Regions from separate parts of the Strix aluco genome. Here region 1 is linked to region 2. The links are chromatin contacts, called in public Hi-C maps. All regions are on one chromosome and are shown on one strand. The core of a region is the stretch at or near the end of the contact, and the rest is flanking DNA. Distances in the headings are between cores, read along the strand shown. Region 1 holds the start of TNRC6B (trinucleotide repeat containing adaptor 6B). Region 2 holds the start of ATF4 (activating transcription factor 4).

The links. Hi-C and Micro-C count contacts between places; a contact is called where the count stands out from the background.
Region 1: a Hi-C map of brain shows a contact between it and region 2, with 6 times the contacts expected there. The contact joins the promoter of TNRC6B here to the promoter of ATF4 in region 2. A contact is called at or near these places in 2 of 2 Hi-C or Micro-C datasets (brain and heart).

Annotation. Positions count from the first base shown.
Region 1 is chr5:31,659,930-31,666,276 of bStrAlu1.hap1, reverse strand. TNRC6B (trinucleotide repeat containing adaptor 6B) reads right to left here and starts at 2,828. Exons shown (of 27, transcript XM_074826726.1): 1 at 2,553-2,828.
Region 2 is chr5:31,249,808-31,256,058 of bStrAlu1.hap1, reverse strand. ATF4 (activating transcription factor 4) reads right to left here and starts at 4,270. Exons shown (of 4, transcript XM_074826698.1): 1 at 4,117-4,270; 2 at 3,819-3,973; 3 at 2,361-2,675; 4 at 899-1,833. The coding sequence starts at 2,577. The coding sequence ends at 983.

The DNA of each region.
Region 1 (6,347 bases), core at 1,579-4,078, 410 kb before region 2:
ACCTGAACAAAAAAACCCCACTCAAAAACCCAAGAGAACAAACCCCATTTAAACATATTTTCAACTTACTTATTCTACAGTCCTCTAATTCTTTCCATCATTCTGGATGCAGCTATTCATCCCATCACTCTAGATGCGGCTATCTCTATATATGATGTATATTATGCATTATTTCTGCAAAACAAATTTATTTCTAATTTCCTACTTCCTACAACAAGAGGCAGATCTAAGGTGAAATACACTCAGAACTACACAAAATTCTTCCCTGAAGCTCTCTCTTCTTTAAGTCATCCTCCAACATCAAGTTTTAATGATCCAACACTCAACACCAAGCAAAGCCATGACACACATTCTACCTAAATTTTTTATTGGACTATTTAATCACATAAACTCTGGTAGACGAAGCTTTTTTTTTGATTCACAGTTTCAAGATTTTTATTTCCAAACATTTGAGCTTATTATTTAAATGAAAGCTTAGATTTCCAGCTAAATTTGCAGCTATACAGAAACTGCAGTAACGCACCAATTCATAAGGATGCCTAATCAAGAGACACTGTTTAGTAATTAATTTTTCCCCAGTACACATTACAGGAGTGAAGCAATTCCCTTTACTAAGTATTCCAACAACAACATTATGAGAAAACAGAAACCAAGTTCACAAAAGAAGTATGCACATCAGAATTTTACCAATTAGCACTGAAATGTCTAAGCTGATTCTATACATACATATAGTTACATAAAATTATATATTCAAAAAACATGTACACGCAGTATAGCTAACCAAGATGAAAGTAAAAGGTATAATGATAGCCTCACCTAGTTTCTACAAAGAAAGATGTGCATGCACTTTGTTGCTCCCAGAACATCACAGCAGCAAAGCTAAACACACTGCTACTACTGCTCTGGGCTCCATTCCCCCTTCCCCAGCCTCAATTTTTCTCACTGCAGGATTGACTAGTTTTACCTGCAACTTAGTTATACACAGGGGAAAAGTCACCCTTACAAACCACTCCCTGAGATACATCTACATGGCAGTCCCTGCACTAACTGTTAACTTCAGGACCTCAGGTAAATGCAGCAGATGAGAGCATTTACATAGCTTCTCAACAGCGTGCATGTTCCAAGGAATCTGTACCATTAGAGAGAGGTACCACAGGAGAGGAAGGAATTGCTGAGCAACTTCAGTTTAGACAAACTAACTATAAAGCCGCTTGAATTCGTGCATGTATTTAATAACCCTGCGAATCTACACTATTACCTCTATAACACGTGTAGCAGAAACTAAAATCCAGTTCATCTGGGTAGCAGTATTACTGAAAAATACTAAGTAAAATAGACCTTTCAAATACAGAGCTATACAAATCCCAAAGATCTACCTACTATTTCTCAGGAAGATTCACAGTTTTTGCAAAGTATAAAAATGTGACACTGAAACCTAACAAGTCATTATTTTGTAATTACGGATTGTAAAAAAAAAAAAAGGTTAACTTTATGGAAAGACTTAACAAATATTCTTCAGGTTAGTGAAATGTTCAACATGTAAAAATGAAGTACCGTTTACAGTAGTAAGCATGTCTACTTTAGCTAGGAAAACACTTCGTTGAACCTTGGTTTTATTCAACAAGCCTTAGCTCTATCCTGTAGTAGATACCCTTACATGCATTTCCCATAAAGCAGATTTGAGCATGCAAGACACCATGCTATACAAGCAGCGGTATCCACAGCCGGTGAAGTGTCTCCAGAAACAAACATTCGCTCATTTTGCTACAAACAGCTCGTGAAACTTTTTTTTTTTTTCCCCTGCCTGGGACACACCTCTGAGCACGGTCACTCCTCCCGCCCACATACACGCATTTTAACTAGCATCATGTTCAACACATCCAGTGCGGTTTGTAGTGGTATCAACGTAACCTCAGGACTGTCCCCACACCACACAAAAGCCACACGTTTCTCCCCAGCCACAAAAAGGCTCCTCGGGGTCTTTCCGCCGTTGTAGATTTTGCCCGGCCCGGGCGAGCCGGCGGGCGGGCGGCTCTTCCCCGGCCCCGGCAGCCAGCCCAGCGCACCGCGCTGCGCACCACGGCGCCGGGCAGCGGCCTTGGGACCGCCCGCGCCTCCCGCCGAGGCCCTGTCGGGAAAACCGGAGGGGGCGGCGGTACGTAGGGGGGGACACCCTCGGCGGCGGCAGGGCGCAGCCGCACGTGAGGCGGGCGGCGGGGAGGGGGGCGGCGGGAGTCCGGCTCTGCCCCGGGACAGGGGCTCGCCGGGGTGGAAGGCGGTAGGGGGAGGAGGGGGAGTAGCAGCAGCACCGGCGCCCTTGAGCCGCCGCTCGGGGGCCCTCCTGTCGGCCCGGCCCCCCCAGGACACCGCAGCTCGGGGAGGGGGGGATGGGGCGCGCGCGCTCGGCGCCAAAGGCCCCCTCACAGGCAGCGCGAGGGTCCTGAGGGCGGGAAGGGCCCTGAGGGAGGCCCGCAGCCCGCCCGCCCGCCCTCCCCCTCTCCGCCCGCGGGGGGGGGAACGGGAGGGAGGGGGGGGGCCTGTCCCGCACTCACCGCTGAGGCGCCGTCGCGGTGCACTGAGCCCCCTTCTTCTCAGTGCCGGAGCGGCTCCGCCCGCCCGCCCGGTAAACACGAGCCCAGGAAACAAACGCGAAGAAGCTGCGAAAAACGTCCCCCCACCCTCCAAAAAAACCCCACCGAAAAAAAAAAAAAAAACTTTCCTCGCCGCCGTCTCCCTCCCCCGAGGAGCACGAACCCAAACACACCGAGACACGCCCCCGCACCGCCCCTCGTACCGCCCATTGGACGGCGCCCCGCCGACCCCCACGCTGATTGGTCACTCCGTCTGCTTGTCTTCTTCCTCCGCTCCCCTTTCCACCCCTACACGCTGCCTATTGGGAAGAGCCTCTGGGATCTCTCCGCCCATTAGCCACGGCCCACGTCAATCACAGCGGAACACCCGCCTCTCAGCGCTTCTAATTGGGCTGTCGCGTCGCTACTCCCTCACTGATTGGCTGCACTTGCTGACTGTCATGGGTTAACATTGCCCCCCTTGCAACCCTCAGTGGCTTCCACCCCTTCTTCCTTTCTGCCAGTTGGCTGTGAGATTTGCCCCTTAAACGGGGCACCCGCTCGCCCGCCCCTACTTGCCCCGCCCTTCCGCACTACGGATTGGGTTGCGAGCTGCACCCTCGGACACCATTAGGGAATGGATGTGCCCGTTACACCATACAAGCGCAAAGACCCGCCCACCGAGCTGCTCCCCTTGGCGGCCGGTGCTGGGGCCCTCGTCAGCCGAGGCGGGAGGGGAGGCTACGTCAGTGTGCTACTTCATTTGCCGGCCCCAGGGGCGGAGGGCTGTGACAGCCACATGCGATAACTTGTACAGTCACTGCCGTCACCGCTCAGCGGCGCCAGGCGCCCCCGCTGCGGAACGGCAATAACGCCACAGTCCCTGCTGTCCCCAACGACTTTTACCCCTTGCTCCACCCCTACCTTCACGGACACGCCCGCCCTGAAACAACTATTGGGTAAGGAAGATGTCAGTCGTGAGGCTCGCGAGGCCATTGGAGGGAAGCAGACGCCTCCTCAGCCAACTGGCAACCGCCCCTGATGTCACCCGCCGGATGACACAGCAACCGTAGGTGGGGGCGTGGCCGCGCGGGGAGGGGAGGGGAAGGAGGTGCCTTTGATTGGTTCATCTCGCTGTCAATCTCCCTAGAGCGCGGGAGGGGGGCGGGGAGGTAGGTACCGGGCCGTGTGAAGCGGTGGGTGCGGCGGGGCGATGCTGCGTGCCTGCCGGACCCCACGTGGCCCGGGCAGTTGCGCACGTGACGGGGGCCCGCGAGGCGCCGCCGCGGCCGTTAAGGGGGTGGGGGGAAGGGGCCACCGGTCCCGTCAGAACGGCTCTGGCGGCAGCACGGTTCGGCCTCGCACCTTGCCGCGTGCGTCTCTCTCTGTCCCCGCACACGGAGGTGGGGGAGGGTTATGGTTCAGCTCTCTCCTGCCCGCCTCTATGTTCCCTCAGGGCTTACCTTAAGCTGTGGAGGCTAGTTCCCGGCGGCCTCAGGGTCGCCTGGGGGTGGCTAGTGATCTGGGCTGCCTGATTACCCAGCTGACACATCTTTTACATTTACACGGGTGGAATCTGGCGTTCATTAGGGCTGAAAGGAGCTTGGCCATCAGCTTCCGTGATGTGACGTTTTGCCCTTCATGATTTGAGAGCCAGCTGCAGGTTTTTTTGGAACCAGGCCTCGGGCTTTGAAGGCTGAGGTGCTTCTGGGAGCTCGGTCCAGAATATCTACATTGTGCAGGCTCTCTATGCTGAAAATGACTTTTATAATTTTCAGATGGCAGCTGTGAATAGCAATGAGGAAAACCTTTGAAAAACAGTTCTGTAAGGACTACAGTATCATTCATAAATGTAATTGTTAAAAACAATACTGATCTTCGGTATCTATGGAGTGGGCTAAGCCACAAATGGCTGAGGGGATGAGGCAGTGGGAGACTGAGGCAGGAGCTGGCCAGGGGACACTTTCCTGGGAGCTGATGTGAAGCCAGGGAGTGAGGTGTAACAATATTAGCCCCGGGGACTGCTGGATCTCAGAAAGGGAAGGAGGAAAATGGGAGGTGTATAACCAGGACCTACACAGAACAAAGAAGGGTTTAGGATTAGGGGAGTGGAAGAGCAAGGCCAGAGGAGCATGTAAGTTGCTGAAACTGACAGGGAGACAAAGCACTGAGGGGAATATATGGAATAAAGCTTGTGGAGGATAAACTAGGAGGAGAGAGGGACTATCCTTGCTTGTACAAAATTATATGCTCACTCTCATTCTCCCTATTCTCCAGTATTTTTGAAGACTGCTGTTATCTTAGTGTCTGTCACTTTCTGACCTCACCCAGGGCTGCATGCCAGTGCAATGTTTTCATCTGATCTCCTCCAGAGAATCCTGTTACAACCTGATCAACAAAATAGTGGAGCAGCTGAAAATACTGTTTTGATGCTGGAGAGAGAGCTGTACAGATGTGATGTGCCTGTCATTAGCAAACAGGTCTATGGGTATTCAGTGAAAACACAGTCTGTCTTGGAAGAGCCATAGAACCCTTCACAGGTTAGTCATCACGAGGAGGGACAGCTGCCAACGCAGCAAAACCGTGTCTGCTGCTGGCACGGACAGCAGACAAGATCCATGTGAACTCGGGCTACACAAGTCAGTAAACAGCGGTGAATCTTTTGGTGGCCTCCCCATTCAGTAATGGTAATTGATTTTTACATTGGTTTGTGGGGGAAAAGAGCCCCATTAATATGAATAAGACTTCATGCTGCATATATACATCCTTGTTACTGTAGTGCTTTAAGGAATGCAAAAGGCACTGTATAGCTCAGTATGAAATAGTAGTATAAATTGGGGATGCACCTTGCCTCTGTTCCTCATTGTTTATTCACTGAGTAGCAACTGTCTATATCCTGTCTGTATCCACATGTATTTTTCTTGGTGTAAGCAGAAATCACTAATATACTGAGTACAGGTTGCATGCACTGGGAGAGAAGGATATGTCCAAGATGCTGACCTTGTCTTTGCCATAATTAAAAACATAATAATATCTCTGTTTAGATTCCCCTTCCCCTTATTGGTGTTCCTTTGCAGGTTTTCCTTCATATGTTTTGCTCAGAGTTTTGGTGCGCTAGTAGCAGGACATGGAAAGCAAGGTGAAACAACGTGATTTATTTTGCATAGCCTGGGAAACCAGACATTTTCATTTCAGAGGAGCAAAAGATACCACGCTCCATTGTTCCTATAGTTTCATGCTATGGAACAAATTTGAACTGCAGAAAGCAAGCAGATTTTGTTGGTTTGTCTGAAATGACAGTGGATGACTTGGAATTTCCCACCCGGGCTCACCTCTGGATTTGGGGGGATCACAGCTCCCAGGCTAGTTTCTGGCTCTTATAAAGTCCAAATATTTATGAACAAAATAGTTTTTCCTATTTTTTTCGTACCTCTGCCATTGCCACTTCTGTTGAAAAATGGGACCAAATTGGCTAGTGAAATTGCATTTTTTCATCCACTGGATGTCAGTGTTACACTACTGCTGTCCTCCATTTCCAGGTGCTGGAAAAGGTTGGGCTTCTTTGGGGTGAGGACTTTTGGAAGATCTTTCTTATGTGGTAGACAAGTGATGTGAAAGACAGTTGAAGCTCGGGGGAAAGAGCTTGCTGCAGTATGAATGTGCTCCCTTTGGCTTCTGCAGAAGCAGGCTGGGACTCTGCCTGCAAACATCTTAAAGGATCAAACCTCACAGGGACTGTAGCCCAAGAGAGACACACACTTCAGTGTTGGGGTCAGT
Region 2 (6,251 bases), core at 3,021-5,520:
AGCTCTGTCAACAACTCCTGCCTGTATCCCCAGTGCACACACGCTGCTCCAGCACACCAGCACCTTCTCTGCACCAGCTGCTTGACTGAGTCAGTAGAGCTGAAGTAGCCTTATGGACCAACTCATCTGTTCCCTTGGTAGAAGCTGCATTTATGTTTACACCTTAAAATTTGACTCTTCACTGGCTGTCTCAAGAAGCCTCCGTGTCTTTCACGCTTTGGTACACAAATGTCTGACATCATTAAGAGCAACCCCACCCATTTGGCCCAGTTCCCATACCAGTGAGGGCAGCCCCTACCCCAAACCCCACCAGCTTGGGCCAGGAAGCACACCCCCTGCTCGTGTTTTGGACATTTGACAACTACCAAAGAGCAACCAAAACTGACAGTTCAACACTGCCATTACTTGCTCTGGACTGGTCTCCTAGCAAGCTGCTCATTTCTTAAAACTCACGTTCACAACTTTCATGTTTTGCACCTTGGACCATCCAACCTCCTTCAGAATGTTCAGGTCTGCCAAATCTGAAAACAAAACCCTCCCACCAGAGTCTTTTCTTGACCTTATGTATCTAGTCTTCTATCAATTAAATTCTTCCAATGGAATTGTGCCTTTGCCACTGAAAAACCTGTGCCCCCCCCCGCCCCGTATTAGCTCTCTTTACAGTTACCCCATGTATGTAGTGCAGCGGGTGACCAGCCACTCCAGCATTAAGCAGCTTCAAAGCCCTTTGTGGACTTGCACTGCAAGCCCTGCCCTGCAGAACAAGCGGCACAGGATGGGGTGTTACACCATGCACTCTGAAGCACACCCAATACCTTGGTGTTTGTGTTCACAGCGAGGTGTGGTGCAAGTTAGGCTTTTTTACAGGTACCCAGTAATCTCACAGCAGAGTTGCAAGTTTACTATAAAATAATTTATTAGACAGCAATACACAGCTTCCGCAGCAAGCTTATATACATGCACATAAAAACTGCTGACTACCCTACTCAGGGACTCTAGCTCTCTTGCCCTTGGCCTTGCGGACCTCTTCAATCAGATCTTTTAAGTACTGAATTTCCTTACTAAGGGAATCTGCTTTCTCCTTCAGGGCCTGGTTTTTCTGCTCTAACTCTCTGCACTCCCCAGACAATGCCTCCTGTTCCGCCCTCTTCTTCTGCCGGTAACGTGTGGCAGCCGTCTTATTCTGCTCCATCTTTTTCAATTTTTTATCTATTTTCTTTTCTCCTTTCATCTTTGCTGACCCTGCCTTCTCTGCAGGATGATCATATGGTTTGGACCGCACAGAGCTACAGTTGGCATCTGTAGGGAACTGGTTGTCATTGGTGGATCCAACTGAATTGGTAGGACTATGCTGGGGTGTTCCAAGGTAGGAGTCTGGGCTCATGCATATTCCACTATCATCAGAATGGTTCTCCTCCTCTTTCTCAGACTTGGCGATCACTACCACAAAGGTGGGGCCCTCCTGTTTTCTTTCTCCTTCCAGAACATCCACTTCACTACCTAGTTCTAAACTAAATGAATGGTCTGGAGTGGAAGTCAGAGACCCTGGGGAAAGGGGAAAAGACCAAAGGGAAGCCAGTGGGGCCATTGGATCTGCTCCAATTGGAGATTCGGGGAGATGGGTGATTAGGTCAGTTATCAGTGGAGGTTCTTTGTTGTGAAATTCCTGGATGGTAGAGTTAAATAGGAGATCACACGTGTCTTCCAACGTGGCCATCAGCTCGTCTGGTGAGACGGTGGCTTCCAGATGTTCCATACCTAACAGGGCATCAAAGTCAAATTCCTTCAGATCCATCTTCTCCACCATCCACTCCATGCCAGAGAAGGCATCCTCTATGCAATAAGAAAATGACCATTTCAGTAAACCAGCAACCAATGCAACTCAAGCTTCTGAAAACAATCTAGAATATGATCTTTTAACATCCTATCTCTTATATTGGTACAAAAACCATCAGCAAAAGAAATCCCCTGCCACTCAGCTGCAGAAGACTACAGGGTACTATGCAAGCAGTCAGCTGTCCAGACATTCCATCCCTCTTACTCCACCACTAGAATTCATGGCCATTTGAAACATACAGGCAGGCTTGTTTCTTGTGACCTCTGCCAGGGAATAGTACCATAACAGCTGGTATGTTATTAAAAGAACACAGAAGTGTCACTTTACCATACGCCTGTCCAGTAACCAGCAATTCTGTATTGTGTAAGAGATGTACTACAAACGCTTTCCAAGCAGAGGTATGCATGTGAGGTTGCCCTTCAGATTTATGAAAACCTAGCAATTTAATGTTTTAATCAGAAGGTTACTAAATGTATTATGTGCCATTAATTGACACATTTTATGCAAATAAGTAATACCTTACCCTGGCTGCTATCTATGGTGTTGCCTAAACTGTCCACAGCAAGCCAATTGGAGGAGACTGCCTTAGCCTTGTCGCTGGAGAACCCATGCGAACTGAGGGGCTTGGCCACCTCCAGGTAGTCATCTAGGAGTCCCAGACTTTCCTCAGCCACCGAACACGGCTGGCTGAAGGGGGATAATGAATCCCCCAACAGCATCTCGTTGTTCAAGAGGCTCATCTTCGTCAGTTTTTAACGCTTTGATGTCGAAGGATGTAGACAAGTAGAGGGTCTTTTTGTCGACTACAGCAATGCTGCTGTGCAGTGCCTTGAAAAACCTGCAAATAAAACTTTAATTCATCAGTACTCGTTCAACAGCTTTTTAAAAGCAATACCACTTCAGGAAGCATTGTGGCACTCTGTAGACTCGTACGACTTCTCCGTGCCGTTTGCCTGCAACACATCTTTGCGCTTTAATTCCTTGCTCCAGGCTCGCCAGCGGCAGCCGCAGGCTCCAGGTGCGAGTCTCCCGCCGAGGGCCGCTGCTTCCTCATGCCCAAAGATGGGCACGGCGGCCGCCGGCCCCACCCACCCGCTGCCGTGACTCACACCCACGCCAGCAGCCGCAGCCATTTCGTGATCCTGCCGCGTCTCTCTCCCCACCCCGGCAGCGGCCGCCATTTTGTAGCTTGCCACGTTTCCACCGGGGCTCCAGCACCGGGCGGCTCAGGCTGCCGCCGAGGCTTTGCAGGGCGGAGGCGCGCTAAACACCGCACATCGGTGATAGAGACGAGGTGGAAAAGGACAACAGACCTCTGAAATGAGTTGACTTACAAATGGGGGCGTTTGGGTAAGAAACCGAACAGAGTGTCACACGCAACACGTTTTACTAGAGTTTCCTGAAGGTTATGAAACCCCCTCCAGATCATCAGGGCAGGCTTAACGCTACAGTATTAAAGAATTACAGTACCACTGCCAGCTTATGAACAGTCCCCGCTTATCTACTCGGGACGATATACCAAACGGTACTCTTACTTTCAGAACCCCTATGCCTCCAATGCCCCCTTTTGGGTCAGCTACAAAAGCATTCACCCCGAGGGGTCAAGAACATTCCCCCCCCACCCCCCCGAAGGAATGTACTAATCTTACTCCCCTCAAAATCCCACAGTATGGGAAAATACCAAGTTTTGGGTATCTGACTTTTCTCGAACGCTGTAAGACACAGAAATTTCTCGGTATTTCTTCTGAAATGGCATTTCCTGCCATTTCTGACACCCGCCGCCCCGGGGAGGTTGAGCCACACAAGGATCCCACCCCTTCCCCCCCCTCCATTCTTATTACCCAGGTACTTTTTTCCCGAGAGATACCATCCACTACCGTGAGGGTGATAAACCCGCCCCCGAAGCCCATTTAAAGGGTAAAAGAGAGCGACTACTAACACACAGGAGAGGGAATACTCATCCCTCACACACGATACTCACGCCATGGTTGCAGGTGCCGGGGATGTGCTGAGGCCGCCGCCGCTGCTGCTGCGCCTGCTGCACTGGCCGATGCCGCCGCTGGCCCCGCCGCCCTTAAAGAGCCATGGCGGCCAGGGGAGGGGAGGCTGCTCCGGTCCGCGCCGCGCGGGAAGGTGCTGCGCACAGACACAAACACCAATACTCTCTCAGCAACAGACACACAATGGGGTGACGCCTCCCGCGCGCCGCCTTTTATAGGAGCCGCCTTAAGCCAAACAAGATCCGGCTGTGAGGTGTCCTTCCGCCACACGTCACCTGCCTCTCGCAGCGCCCGCCGGCCTGTAGCTTATCTTTCAGTGCTTCTCTCCTGCCATTCTGCCACGGTTTAAACGCAGGAACCATCGACAAAAGCTACCCTGCCAGGATGGAGCAGCAGCCGAGGGACTATATGGTGTATATCCGCGCCAGCCACCTCCCTCCAAGGAGAGGCGCGTCACGTGATCGGAGCGGCTGAGGACGCTCCCTTCCGCGGGGAGCGGGGGGGGTTCAACCGCCAACAAAGCCGGGCGCTCGCATAGGCGGCAGCACGTAGATCGCCACGTGGGAAGCGGGCGCTCATTGGCTAGAGGCGAGCCGCTCACGTGCGCTGTGGGCTGTCATTGGCCAGGGCCCGAAGGAGGCCAGATGCTGAGGGGAGGGGGAGGGGGGCGAGAAGATGCACCTGGGCAGAGAAATGGCGCCTGGGCGGGGGGGGGGGGGGGGGGAGAAGGCGCTGCGCCAGCATCGCAACTCTGCGCCTTCACTAACCTGTCCCTCTCGAAGAAGCGAGTGTTCCCCCTTTAATTTCCAACGGCCCCCTTTGTTCTCTACACAAAGACCTGCTGAGGTCAGGCCGGAGCTGGCAGCTGCTGCTGAGGCCAAGGGGCTGGCATGGCTCCCTTGCAGCACTGAGGTGGCGGGCCACCATGGCCTCCTGCTCTCTCAGATAACGTGTCAGCCCAGAGCAGCTTCGCCTTCCCTCCCTGCCTGCCCCACACATGCAGAGCTCAGATTATGTCTGCTTCGGGGCACGGGCTGTGTGTTTGTGTGCACGAGGACATCTCTGAGCTGAGCCTGCCGGCTTCACAGCAGCCATGGTGAGGTATCGACCTGCGGTGGTTCATGCAGAGTTTCACTGGAGAGCTGTGCTGCTGAGCAGCCGAGAGCATGAGTCTAATTAGTGCCTTCAACCTATGCAAGAGCTGAAAATGAAGTTGGTTATTCCCCAGCTGATGAATGAGAACTTCCCCTCCTGCCATGCGGCTTCACGCTGACACAGTTGCTTCTGGGTTCTCTGTGCAGGCATTACTCAGACTGATGTGAGCATTAATGGATCACCTACATAGCCTCACAGCTGTAAAGGCCAGTGTCACCTTGGAAAGTCTTTAAAGTGCAGTTTCACATTTTTTATCTGATCTAAATCAACTTGCTGCTAGGAAAGGAAGCAGCCCTCTTCCCCCACCCTATTCCTTGCTATACAGTTCCACCAGCTGCTTTGGCCCTCAGTGAGCCAGCTCAGCCAGCTAACCCAGCAGGAAACTCGGAGGTCAACAGTTTTCTGCTGGTTTCAGTCCCTTCATCATTTCATTTGGGTCATACAAGCATCAGCCGGCTCTGGTGAGCTGGGAGGATCGGTGCCTGTGTGCTTCCTCACCGTGTCAGAGTTACCCGGCTTCAAATGGTTGCTTTTCAACGTTGCCAACCCCACAGCATACCATCAGCTCTGAGAACTTCGGTGGGTCCTTGCTTGTTCAAACATCATCGTCCTGCAGGTCAAATTGCTCTCAACTACTTCTGCAAAAGGCTCCACTATTTTCCAGTTAGGGCCTCAGTAGCACTTGTGTAAAGCCATGGCCTTCACTGAGTTTGCTCATGTGTAACTGTCTGGAATTTATTAAACGACTGATAATTTGTGAGGATGGGCGTGACCCAGTTTCTACTTGTAGCAGTCTGATGTTACCATCACCAATCTGTAAACTGAACACTAGCTGCTGAATGAAAAAGGCAATTTTTCCTCCATATTGGATTGTTGGGGGTTTTTTGTTGTTTGGTTGTTTTTTTTTTTTTTGTCTAGAAGCAAGCACAGATTTTGGAATGACTCATTAAAATGGAGGAGGCAGTGAAAAATGTCCTCCAACACCAGAAAACATTACAGTAGCAACTGAGCGATCTAAGATGATTGTTCTGATAAATACACCACAGAGCAGGCAGATCTTGCTTCAAAGGAAAATTTAGAGGATGCGGCAGCTTTTAAAGAAGCCAAGTAGGTGATTGGCTGGGTGGATGGGTGGACAGCATCTCCATGTCCTCACTGGCTAAGGGAGAGCTCTCACATCCCCTGCCGTGCCTGCTTGCCCCTCCTTTAAGTGAAAAGAGTGATTGTACAACTGTAATCATAGCTAAATAAACAGAAAT